Linked DNA regions of Mus musculus: all the other regions are linked to region 2. Evidence: chromatin contacts called from public promoter capture Hi-C data. All regions are on one chromosome and are shown on one strand. The core of a region is the stretch at or near the end of the contact, and the rest is flanking DNA. Distances in the headings are between cores, read along the strand shown. Region 1 holds the start of Ccdc189 (coiled-coil domain containing 189). Region 2 holds the start of Eif3c (eukaryotic translation initiation factor 3, subunit C). Region 3 holds the start of Bcl7c (B cell CLL/lymphoma 7C). Region 4 holds the start of Zfp629 (zinc finger protein 629).

Region 1 (3,095 bases), core at 212-2,711, 1.0 Mb before region 2:
AAATTTCTGAGTTTGAAGCCAGCCTGGTCTACAAAGTGAGTTCCAGGACAGCAACTTCTGCTTCCCAAGTGCCGGGCATTTCGGTAGCCCCACATCAAAGTCACCTCCTCCTCAAAACCTTTCTGAGAACATAAGCTCCCCAGGGCCCTGGTCCTACCCCTCAGATCTGATGTCCCTGGGTCTGGTCGAGGGATCACATCACGGGTCAGGCCCTCTTGGCACCCAGGCACCTCTGTCCCTGAAGACAGTTCCCTCTGGTTCTCGTAGCACTGGAGGAGGGCTTCTACAGTTTCATCCAGCTGAAAGAAGAAAGAACAAGAGGTTAGGAATGCCTCAGGGCTTCTCCCAGTAGGACGCTCGCTCTTCAGGCATCCACCTGGGCCCAGTAGCGGTTGACGATGAGGAGTGTGGCATCATCAGTGGCCTGCCTCTTCTCCAATTTCTCAATTCTCTCCCGGAGCTCATCCTCGCAGGCTTGCCGCTGCTCCAACCGCTCCGCCAGCTTCTTGTTCTTGAACTGCAGTACCTTGGAATCCATCTCCTCCTACCAGAAGGGAAGAGGCAGAGTGTCGGGCAGGACCCTGAACCATCACTGACACACAATAGGACAAGGATTAGACTGAAAGGGGAGAGGTATATAGCAAGGCTCAGACACTTGCAAAGAGAATATGCTAGTCATGAGAGCTTCACATTCCGTTCCTGCCCCTACCTGTTTCCAACTCAGACACATCACACAGGACTTACGGGAACATATGTGCGCATAAGTAAAAGGCCAGAAGGGACTCCGTAAAGTTGTTCTCTGATCACATTCACGCCGTTGGCACACCCACCCTCACCACCCGGTTTGTGTATATACACACGAGCACACACAAGATTCCAAACACTTTGGGCGCAGGCCAAATGTGACTTTCGCAAAAGCCCACCAACCGTGGAAGAAATGCCGCCGAGACGAATGGGTTCGATTAGAGTGGTCGTGGTCTTCTCCTCGCGGTTCATCTTCTTCTCTGGGGGTCCTGAGCCCCCGTCGCCGGCGGCGCGCTTGTTGCTGAGGCCAGACATAGCGGCGGTGGCGGAGGGGCAACTCAGGGCTCTCCGGGGCTGGCAGGCGGGTGGAGGCGGCACTTCCGTCACCTGCAGAAAACAGAGAGCTGAGCTGTGGATGCGTCTGGAGCTCCGCAGTCCTGAGCGTCCCCCTGGACATATCTCCCGGACCCCGCCCCCGCCGGACGGGGGTCCGCACTTACCGTAGGGTCAGCCAAGCGCCACCATCTTGGATTTCACCGGACGTCACCGGCCGCCAGACGCACAGCGCAGGCGTCAGAGCCGCTCCGGATGTGGCGAAACTTATTTCCTGTTTCTATTGGTAGCTCTTGGTTCCTCCTCTCGAGTCTTTTAGTCCCACCCCTCCAACCCCGCGACGGACTGTATTTCTCTTAATGATTGGCCAGCAGGCGGTTCCCATAGTTACTGACCCCGCAGTTGCACTAGGAGATGGAGGGGTGGAGCCTTTGCTGCTGTTCGGGGTACTCGGTACACGACCCCTTGTAACTCCAGATCCAGAGGATCCGTCATCCTCTCCTGGCCTCCGCGGAGCCCTCCCGAACATCCTGTACATATGTGCGCACACGCACGCACAAACACAATCTTTTAAAGATTTAAATTAAATCTTTAAAAAGACCGACCCTCAAAAGCACCCTTACAAGCAACTTCTAAGAGGCACGTGCAACTCGTTACGCATGCGCTCTATCTTTTCAATGATTGGCGTGGGCTTGTACTTTCTACTTTCCTTAACAACGGTCACCGGGGAGACAAGTTGGGAAGACGCCCTCTGCGGATTGGCTGCCTCTCGCTTCACCGCCTCTGAAGAAACACTAGAAGGGGCAGGACCGGGCTTTGCAGTGGGAGAGCTGGCTGTCCCAGAGCCCAGGCTGGAGAGCCCTTGACTGAGGCTAAGAAGGACGAAGAGATGATTACCCCCAGTTCCAGCCAGAGCCTGGGAATGAAGGTGCAGATGGAGTCGGAACAATCTCCCAAATTGCAGGAGGAACTGGACAGGAGTCCCAGCTCGGTGGACGGCTCGGCCATAAGGAACGGAACAGACATGCAGACCGAGTCGCCCGCAGAAGCCACTAGTAGCCCTGTGGAAGTGGCTGAAGATCCTGGAGCCAACTTGTTCCCGGTGAGGGCGGGACAGAGTTGTCCTCTAGTGAATACTTAGGTTTCCCAAAAAAGGTGCCGCCAGTCATTACGTTTATCAACATTAGGGAATTTCCTGGAGTTGCTTTGATTGTAAATAGGCTGCTAAATAGTATTTCGAGCCCACCGAAGCCCGGTTTTACCTATTTTGCTATAGTTAAAATTATAGCACACTCAGACCTGCTAGAAATTCATGAGGTACTAGGGACTAGGGGATACATACTGTCGTATCTATTTGTCCCATAATCTGTCTTCTCTCCGCAGCCACCACTACCCCAGCCCCGGATCTGTATGTGGTGAGTGTGGAGAGCCCAGGGGAAAAGTTACACTTCTCATTTGTATTACTCCTGTAAGGTGTCCTCAACAGTCCTGTCCAGCCAGGGCTCTCCAGTTTTACAAAGATGAGACTGAGAAGTGCTCAAGGTAACGAGTCACCAGCGTGCCAGGTGCCTCAGTGTAAAGTGGCGGTGTGAGAAGGGAGGCAAAGGCAGGAATGTACACAGCTGCAATGATGGAGCACTGTGCACACCGATGCCAAGGCCCAGGGGACTTCATCAAGGTCACACAGAGCAAGACAAGGACTCAAAGTTGTTTTTTGGGGGGTTTTCAAGACATTGTTTCTCCTTGTAGCTTTGGCTATCCTGAAACTCACTCTGTAGACCAGGCTGGCCTCAAACTCAAGAGATCCGCCTGCCTCTGCCTCACAGTGCTGGGTACAGTGAGTGTACCACCACTACCTGGCACAACTCTTTTCTAATCAGTGGGTTTATAAATAAAAAAAAAATCTGCTAAATCTACAGACTGGATTCTAGACCATGATGTTCCCCGTTGACAGTGAAATGATTTGCTAAAGGTTCCTTAGCAAGTTCGCCAAGTCTCAGCTCCTGATCCCCACTGAA
Region 2 (3,025 bases), core at 413-2,912:
CCTCTTTCTGTGTCATCTCTCAGCTTCTGCTCTGGCGCCATGGCTGCTGTCATGTCCCTGCCCGGTTGATCATGGACTCATCCTCTGAAACTGTAATCCCCAGTGAGGTCTTTCTTCTATACGTTGCTTTGCTTTTGCATGGTTTCTTCATAGCAACAAAAACGGACCTAATCCTGGAAGCTGAACTCTGGCAGGCAACATGCATACACAAGAGACTGGCACTGGGGCCACGCTGAGGTAGGCACACAGACATGCATACACTGCCAGCAGGCTAGCAGGCTAAGGTGAAGCCTCAGGCCTCTGACCTCAAGGCCGTCTTTATATAAAACCCACCCAACAGTGCCATTTTGCTAGAATTATACTTCACTGTTTATTTTTGGGCACCCCAGACATCAGTTGGTGAAATGCTTGCCTAGTATGGATCTAGACCCTGGGTTCCATACCCAGTACTACAAAAATCTAGGCCTTGTATGTTGCAAAGGCCACTAGGAATTGGGGGAGGTGGGAGGTGGTAGGGTGGTAGTCAGGGGAGGTGGTCAGAAGACAACTATCAGGAGTTGTTTTTTCTATTCTGTGGCCATAGGGAACTAACTCAAGTTCTTACGCTTGGTGACAAGTGCTTTTTCATCTGAAACACCTCGTGGGTCCAGTGGCTAGCTAGTATATGCTCATTCTGCACAAGGTACTGTCCCACACACATCATATGTTCTCATTTTATTTTCCTAATATCAAATGAACAAGTGCTATTATTCCCCTTTGTTTGTAGCACAGGGAGAAGAGCAGAGAGAGATTAGAAGTTAGAAAGTTTGCCTAAGAAAACGGTAAAGACAGGATTCCAACACTCAAGATCTATGAAGTTTGCTTAAACCTGAGAAACCATGCTCTCTTCTGAAGCATATATATTAAAATTGGAAAGATAAGGTAAGATTAGTATGGCCCCTGCACAAAGATGTCACACAAATTTGTAAAGCGTTCCGTATTTTTAAAATCCTTTTCTAAAACAAAACAAAACAAAACAAAATGACAACAACGACACTCCTCCAAAACCTCGCAGGACATCGGCATCAAGCTGACACCAGCCCTTAGATTCTTACTCTGAAGTTAAGATGGGCGGCCAGAATACTTTTTGTTTTTTTGTTTTTTTTTTTTGTTTTTTGTTTTTTTTTTCGAGACATAGTTTCTCTTGGCTGTCCTGGAACTCGCTCTGGAGACCAGGCTGGCCTCGAACTCAGAGATCCACTTGTTTCTGCCTCCTGAGCGCTGGGATTAAAGGTGTTGAGCCACCTCCGCAGGCTTCAGAGCTTAGCTTTTTTTTTTTTTTTTTTTTTTTTTCTTTTTTTTTGGCCCAGTCTGGCCTTGAACCCATGATCCTCCTGCTTCACCCTTTCTAGTGTAGGGAATTACAGACGTGCACCATGGGGCGGTTACTAAATTCTATATTGTCAGTCTTGCAGCCTAGTCCGGGCGGTCCTAGTGAGCAGCCAGTCAGTCTTAGTTTAGATAAGATTTAGAACCTCGGCTACTAATTCGTCCCAGGCCGTGTATAGCGCAAAGGCCACTGGGAATTGTAGTTATTTAGCGCATTCTTTGGTGCTTCCGGGAAGTGACGCCCCCCCAACCTTTTCCTCTTCCGGCGTCGTGCCTGTCTCACCTGCTCAGAGGGACTCGGCAGCTTAGCTGGTTCGTGTCTCTTGGGCCTCGTGCTCCGTGGAGGGCAAGGGGGAGGCCGTGCAGGCGGGAACGGGGGTCCGGGTCGGGAGATGGTAGCCGCGGTTGCCCCCAAACCCTGACGCCGCGGGTTTCCTCAGGTTCCGGCCGCGAGCGCCTCAGCCCTTCAGCGCCGTCGCCATGTCGCGATTCTTCACCACCGGCTCGGACAGTGAGTCGGAGTCGTCCCTGTCCGGGGAGGAGCTCGTCACCAAACCGGTCTCCGGGAACTACGGCAAACAGTGAGCTGGGGGCGCGGAGGGGACGGGTTTGGCGGGCTGCGGGGGCTCGGGTGGGCGAGCGGAGCCATGGGCTGGGCGCGTCTGAGAAAGGAGCTCTCGCAGCGAGCTGGGGGAGCCCTCGGCGTCCTCGGTACCGAGGAGGAGGAGAGGTTTTCCGTTGCTTAGTATTGCATCAGCTCTTAAGGCCTCCAAGTCTGCAGCCTCGTAACTCCTGCCCACATTCCATCTCTCGCATCCCTTCCCGCCCCTTGACTGTGGCTTTCGGAAACTCCCCGTATCGTAAATCTTCCCACTAAGCTTAGTCGTTATGATTTGTACTCATGGAGGGAAACCCTCAGTGCTTGGTTAGTTTGGCCCTGAAATCCGGTCGTTTGGCTCTGCGTGCCAAATGCTAAACACTGCTGTGTTCATCTTTATTTACTGTCTTTTTCTCGATCTCTGTAAATTAAAACTTTTTGAACTTTGAAACAGTTCTCAAAACAACATTGTTTTTGCTGTGTACCTGAAGGGTTTTAAGACATACTTACCTCCACAGAGACTTTTTTTTTTTTTTTTTTTTTTTGGTTTTTCAAGACAGGGTTTCTCTGTGTAGCCCTGGCTGTCCTGGCACTCACTTTGTAGACCAGGCTGGCCTCGAACTCAGAAATCCGCCTGCCTCTGCCTCCCGAGTGCTGGGATTAAAGGCGTGCGCCACCACGCCCGGCGCTCCACAGAGACTTGTAGAGAATTGTAGATGAATATCCAGACATATCCATGTGACTGCGATAGCATAACACTGTCCAAAGTGGAAAAACTATCACTTGTCCCATATTAAAAAAAAATTGTCAGGAAAAGTTAATACCATGGAAAGAAAATAATAGAGACACTGTTGCTAACTGAATGCTTTCACCCATTATTGAAAAAAATACAATCAAAGAGAGTGTTAGAATTCACCAAAACTAGTGGCCTCTCCTATTTTGGGAAATGTTTCTTTTTAGAATCTGGCTAGGTACCAGCTCCTTGGAGCTTTTCCCATTTGTTAGAGTTAGGGGGCCTTTTGTCTGCTGCTTTCTTAGGTACTTGTAGCCATATGTGCT
Region 3 (2,798 bases), core at 191-2,690, 1.1 Mb before region 2:
CCCCCCCCCAAAATGTATTTGTTTTCTGTTATATATAGAATTATATGTAGGTATGTATGTATATAATTCTAATTATTCTAATTATTATTCTAATGCATGCTGTCACATCTGACTTCTTTCATCCAAGATCTCTCTTCACTGTTGCACATAGCTGGACTCTGGTGATTCTGGCTGTTCTGTCCGTGTCCATGGTAGAAATAGGTTGTAATTGCTTTTCCATTCCATTCTTTTTTTTTTTTTATAAAGATTTATTGTTATAGCTGTCTTCAGACACAACAAAAGAGGCCGTCAGATCTCATTATGGGTGATTGTGAGCCACCATGTGGTTGCTGGGATTTGAACTCAGGACCTTTGGAAGAGCAGTCAGTGCTCTTACCCACTAAGCCATCTCGCCAGCCCCTTCCATTCCATTCTTTGTGTTGTTTCCAGGTTGTTGCTACTGTGAAAAGAGTCCCAAACTTTCCAGTATTCATATCTTGGTGTTCATACAGACACCACATTTTGTCCTAGTGAGGTTTCTAGTGATGTAATAAACACCATGACCAAAAGCACCTCGTGGAGGGAAGAATGTAGTTCAGCTTGCAGTGATAGTCCGTTATGAAGTCAGGGAAGGAACTTAAAGCAGGAACCTGGAGGCAGGGACTGAAACAGAGACCTTGGAGGAATACTGCTTGCTGACTTACTCCCCAAAGCTTGTCCAGCCTGCTTTCTTAGAGTGTTCAGAGGTGGCACTGCCCTCAGTGGTGTGGGCTCTGCCACATCAACTACCATCAAGAAAATGGCCCCACAGACTTACCCATAGGGCATCTTGATTGAGGCCCTTTCTCCACCAAGGTTCCCTCATCCCAGCTGACCTAGTTTATGTCAGGCTGACAAAAAACTAGGCAAGCACACATTTCTTCTGTTGAGTGTTGATAGCTTGGGAGTGGAAAGTGTTGGAAAACGGGGTTGGTATAAGTTTTTCACTGGAAGACTATCAGTTTTCCAAAGTATCTCTACCAATTACACAACCTGATTCAAGGAATGCCAAGTTGCTCTGCTACCCCATCTACATGGTCTTTCTCATTCCCGCCATTCTGGCTGAGGAGGCCCGCTCTCCACTCGCAGCGTCTGGCGCGTACTTGGCACTGTTCATGGGACTGTTCAATGAATGAATGAACAAATTAAGTTGGGCAGCGTAGAATCAAACAGCCTGGAGAGGGCAGACGCGCGCACAGAGCATTTCAGGGACGCCCACCCGCCGCGGACGCACACCAGGACAGTCCCTCTCGCGCACCCCTGAGCCCACGTGGCCGGAACGCACCGCCTCGCTCGGGCCGCGCGCGTCCAGCCGCACAGCTGCCCCCCAGCTCTCCCTCTCCGTGGCTGGCAGAGGGCGCTGTGCGTCCGTGCGCCCCGAGGGGCGGGCCCGGGCCGGGGCGGGGCTGGCCGGGCTTCCAGGCCGGGGCTCTAGCAGCCCGCGCCGCCCGGGCCGCTCCGGGGACGGGCCGGGGCGGGGCGCGGTCTTAGGAAGCCAGGCGGGGACGCGCGGAGGCGTTGGGGAGCGAGGGAGGGCGCGGCCAACTCCCGGAGGGACGGCAGGCCGAAAGAGCGGCGCTGGGGCCTGGCGCTCAGCCTGAGATCGCCGGACCACAGGCCGCCCCGCCACGGGCTCTGTCCCGGCCCCAGCCCCGCCAGCATGGCCGGCCGGACCGTGCGGGCCGAGACCCGGAGCCGGGCCAAAGATGACATCAAGAAGGTGATGGCGACCATCGAGAAGGTCCGGAGATGGTGAGCGCTGCCCCCGGGCCAGGGATACAGCCAAGCCACCTCCTCCAAACGCGTCCGCCCTTTCCTGGCCCGCTGCCCCCGCCCACCAGCTGTGCTCTGAATCGACAGGGCGCCCCCTTTCCCCGGCAATTCCCAGAGGTCTACAAAGCGTGGTCCGGAGTGGTGCTTTCCCTGAGCGGGAGCCCTCATCTATGCCCCGCCCCCTGAAGCTTTTGACACTCTAGCAAGCTTGGCCCCGGGTCTTCATTGCCAGAGTCCCTGGCCAGGCCTTGGTGGCGCCCTGCTGAGTGCCCCAGGTGTCTGCAAAACCGCAGCTCCAAGTTATATCCGTTTCTGCTTTGCCCTGGGGTTTGAGGGCTCTTTCTGCTTCTGTGCCAGTGTTAGCGAAGCTGTCCCTACCCTAGCACACCTCCCTGACCTCCAGTCTGTGGGGCTCATCCTTGGGCCTCCCTGATCCAGTCTCCTGACCTCCCACAGGGAGAAGCGCTGGGTGACTGTGGGAGACACTTCCCTTCGAATCTTCAAGTGGGTGCCTGTGGTGGATCCCCAGGAGGAGGTGAGCAAGCCCCAACCCCCAACAGGCCTTGCATCTGTGCAGCCTCAAGCAATTTCCCTCCCAGCCTTGGCCTCCACCTTCAGTCGGCTTGGAGACTCCAGTGTGGAGCCCAGGCAGATGGTAACGATTATTAGGGGGCGCGAGCGCACTTACACACACACACACACACACACACACACACACACACACACTTTCTCCAAGTTCAAGGCCTAACTCAATCTACACAACCTGATGCAGCACCTTTCGCTTCTCTGAGCCTAGGTTTCCTTATTCGTATTGAAGGGCTTTGTAAGAGCTCCCTAGACAACTAGCTCTGATCTTACCTCTCTAACCCCCAGGAGAGGCGGCGGGCAGGAGGCGGGGCAGAGAGATCCCGTGGCCGGGAGAGACGTGGTAGGGGCACCAGTCCCAGAGGGGGAGGCCCCCTCATCCTACTGGATCTCAATGGTATGTAGAGATTCTGGAATGGAGT
Region 4 (2,979 bases), core at 404-2,903, 1.0 Mb before region 2:
CTGTCAGGGTGCATTTTACTAACTAGCAGTTTACAAACTGAAGCAGTTTTCTCATTGATTTGTTAAGTATAGCAGTCTTTAAATTTTGAACGTTATTCATTATTATAAGTCAATATTTATTTATTGGTGTTTTAACATGTAGCCTCACTGTGTAGCCTAGGTTGGTCTTTTCCCCCCATTAATTTATTTATTCACTTTATATCCCCATTGCTGCCCCCTTCTTCCCAGGCCTGCCCCTATCCCCCTTCCCTTCTCTTCTGAGAGGGTGGAGCCTCCCCTGTTTCTATTCCCTCACCCTGGCACATCAAACATAGCTAGATGCATCCTCTCCCACTGAGACCAGACAAGGCAGCCCAGTTAGGGGAACAAAATCCACAGGCTGGCAAAAGCTGTAGAGACAACCCCTGATCCAGCTGTGGAGGACTCACATGAAGACCGAGCTATATACATCTGCTACATGTGTGGGGGAGGGGGGTTTGACCCAGCCAGTATATATTCACCTAGGTTGGTCTTAATTCATGGTGATTTTCCTGTGTCAGCTTGCAGTGCTAGAGTCACAGCTATTCACTCCCATACAGGGCTTGGAATTTATTTATTTATTTATTTATTTATTTATTTATTTATTTATTTATTTAAGGTTTGAAACGAGTCCTATTGTGCATCCCAGGCTGATCCTGAAGTCCAACTCTTGATTCTCCTGCCTCAGCCTACTAATGGCTGAAGATTACAGGTGGTGTGCTTAGCTACTATGGAACTTTTTGAGGGTAGAATGTTCAATTGTTCAACTCTGGTCTCCTCACACCTGGGTTCATTGAAAACTGTGGCCTCGAACTTTACCTCACATCTCATGTCTTGATTAATTTGCCTTGTAAAATGGGGATGATTCTAAGTCCTCTCTCAGGATGTGGTGGGGAGAAAATGAGACACAAGCAGGAACAGTTTGGGAGCCCTGTGAGGTTCCTTGTTTAGAAACAGGGTCTCGCTAGGTAGCCTGGAGCTATGTGGGCCACGAATATTTTGAACCTTCAGGTCCTCCTGCCTCTGTCTCCCAAGCAACGGAATTACAGGAATTCACCACTACTTCTTGCTCCCTAAGTTTATGGAAGGATTGCCCTGCAGTGAGTTGCATACCTTACCACCGAGCTGCTGGGAAGGGGTAATGCTTGCCTACCTTGTCAGTTTCTTCCTCCAGGGAGACCTGACCACCGGTGGGGGGGTGAGAGGTGGGTAAGAGGGTCCGTAGCGCTGGGTAGCCTTGCCTGGCCCATTAGCTTCTGCTCTTACCGCTAGGTCAGCCCACCCAACCTTTGCTTTCACCTCCTAATCACCAACCCAGGCATACCAGCCCCAGTCCTGGGTGAGTCCAAACAAAGGCGGGTCTCAGGGGACCCGCGGCGGCCGAATCTGAGATCAGCTTAACTGAGCGGCTGGCAGAGTCTTTGGAGAGAATGGCCAGAAATCCGAAGACCTTCGCCGGCCTCTGAGCTCCCCCAAAAGCTGATCTTCCGTGATTCCACTAGACACTGGGAGAGGGGCGTCATCAGCCACCTCCTTGCTTCCATACCCACCCCCTCATTTTTTCCCAGGCTGTGGGAGGCAAAGGGTTAAATCCCATAGAGCTGATGTTCTGACTCCAGGCTAGAGGGGCCCGGGAAGCTGGGGTCACTTCCTGCTCCGTCCCAGTCACCCTGAACTGGTCCCCGGGTCCTCAGCCTGGAATCACCCCTTGAGAAGGACCCTAGAGTTCCCGGCATCTAGCCCGTCCCCCGAGGCAGGGCACTTAAGGGGTTAAGTCCCCTGGGGCTGGCCTCTGCCTTTCGGCTTTTCCCAGACCCCAGAGCCGTGAGTTGGGGCCGCCTGGGTTCCCGGGGTGGCCTGGAGGCCCGGGACAGCCGCCGGGGAACAATAGGGCCAAGGAGGCGGCGACGGGCGAGGGGCGCAGGCCGGGCCCGGGGCGGCGGGGGACGGCGGCCGGGGGATTGTGAGAACCGCGCGGGGACCGCCGTGGGGGAGGGGAGGCGCGCGCGCCCAGAGAGCGAGTCCGGCCGGGGGCGGCGAGGCGGCCGCCGCTCTCCCGGAGCCGGGCAGCCTGGGCGTCCGCGGCGGGGAGGGAACGCCGGCGGCTCGCCTGGGCTTTGGGAGCCGGGGACAGGGTGGGTGCTCCCGGCCGGAGGCGCTCAAGTCTTGGTCCGCCGGGGTGCGGGGGGCGGCGTCGAGGGCGGTCCCGCTGCCTCCTGGTCAGGGTCACCCTGGGCCGCGCGCACCTCCGCGGGAAGGCAGCCGTCTCCGGCAGTCCTTCCCGCCTCGGTCCTCTGGGGGTCGTCCGGGGCAGGAGGCTGGCGCTCTTGGGCCTGGGCTGGTTCCCAGTAGTAGTCGCCTCGCAGTCTTTGCTACTTCTTGCATGTGGCCTGGTTATTAACTCTTTCCCTTCTACGGTAGGCCCTTGAGTTTTAAGTTTCTCTGTCCAAGTATCTAAGCTCCTACCTGTTCTCGGTCAGCTCAGCAGGGTAACCTTCTCCTCTCCGGGGGGCCCCCATCTCTCCCTAAAAACACTTAGAGATAGGGGATGGCTAACTCACTTCTCGGCTGCATTAGCAGTTGGTCAGCTGTCCATTGCTTCACCTGCTTCACACCCCAGCTACCTCTTGGTGAGCTTTGTCCTCTTTGTCCCTGTGCACAAAGTACCTATGCACACTGTCACCCCGAGGGTAGATTATTCCAGGGATTCCGTTAGATGTCAGCGCCCTCCTGCAGCCCTGTTCTCTCTCCTGGGGATCACCCCCGGGATTTTGAGTGACAGATATGACTCCTTCCCCTGGGGGCTCACTCTGACGAACTTATGTCACTTTTCTGACATCGATCTGCAAACTGATCTTAAAAGACACTGAACAAGATAGGCTGGCTTTCTGGGAGCATGAGGTGTCCAGCTCACTCAGTCCTCCAGCAGAGTTTTTACTGGGTACTTGTCCTAGGTGTGTG

The links. Promoter capture Hi-C pulls out the DNA fragments that hold promoters and counts their contacts. Capture Hi-C pulls out chosen DNA fragments and counts their contacts.
Region 1: a promoter capture Hi-C map of liver shows a contact between it and region 2, with 3 times the contacts expected there. The contact joins the promoter of Ccdc189 here to the promoter of Eif3c in region 2. A contact is called at or near these places in 1 of 39 promoter capture datasets (embryonic stem cells), 1 of 115 datasets of contacts at active chromatin or transcription factors (astrocytes) and 2 of 9 other capture datasets (adipose tissue and liver).
Region 3: a promoter capture Hi-C map of liver shows a contact between it and region 2, with 3 times the contacts expected there. The contact joins the promoter of Bcl7c here to the promoter of Eif3c in region 2. A contact is called at or near these places in 3 of 39 promoter capture datasets (liver and pre-B cells) and 2 of 9 other capture datasets (adipose tissue and liver).
Region 4: a contact with region 2 is called in a promoter capture Hi-C map of embryonic stem cells, with 2.2 times the contacts expected there. The contact joins the promoter of Zfp629 here to the promoter of Eif3c in region 2. A contact is called at or near these places in 3 of 39 promoter capture datasets (embryonic stem cells, liver and pre-B cells) and 1 of 9 other capture datasets (adipose tissue).

Annotation. Positions count from the first base shown.
Region 1 is chr7:127,586,961-127,590,055 of GRCm38.p6, reverse strand. It overlaps Ccdc189 (coiled-coil domain containing 189), which reads left to right and starts at 1,461. Exons shown (of 9, transcript NM_001033040.3): 1 at 1,461-2,179; 2 at 2,461-2,492. The coding sequence starts at 1,967. Rnf40 (ring finger protein 40) reads right to left here and starts at 1,358. Exons shown (of 20, transcript NM_172281.2): 1 at 1,245-1,358; 2 at 928-1,131; 3 at 377-544; 4 at 158-299. The coding sequence starts at 1,059.
Region 2 is chr7:126,565,003-126,568,027 of GRCm38.p6, reverse strand. It overlaps Eif3c (eukaryotic translation initiation factor 3, subunit C), which reads left to right and starts at 1,662. Exons shown (of 21, transcript NM_146200.1): 1 at 1,662-1,680; 2 at 1,809-1,949. The coding sequence starts at 1,849. It overlaps Gm25579 (a small nuclear RNA gene), which reads left to right and starts at 879; the gene lies at 879-984.
Region 3 is chr7:127,707,408-127,710,205 of GRCm38.p6, reverse strand. It overlaps Bcl7c (B cell CLL/lymphoma 7C), which reads left to right and starts at 1,440. Exons shown (of 6, transcript NM_009746.2): 1 at 1,440-1,770; 2 at 2,248-2,326; 3 at 2,665-2,773. The coding sequence starts at 1,679. Mir762 (microRNA 762) reads right to left here and starts at 1,719; the gene lies at 1,644-1,719.
Region 4 is chr7:127,613,946-127,616,924 of GRCm38.p6, reverse strand. Zfp629 (zinc finger protein 629) reads left to right here and starts at 1,653. Exons shown (of 3, transcript NM_001362196.1): 1 at 1,653-1,842.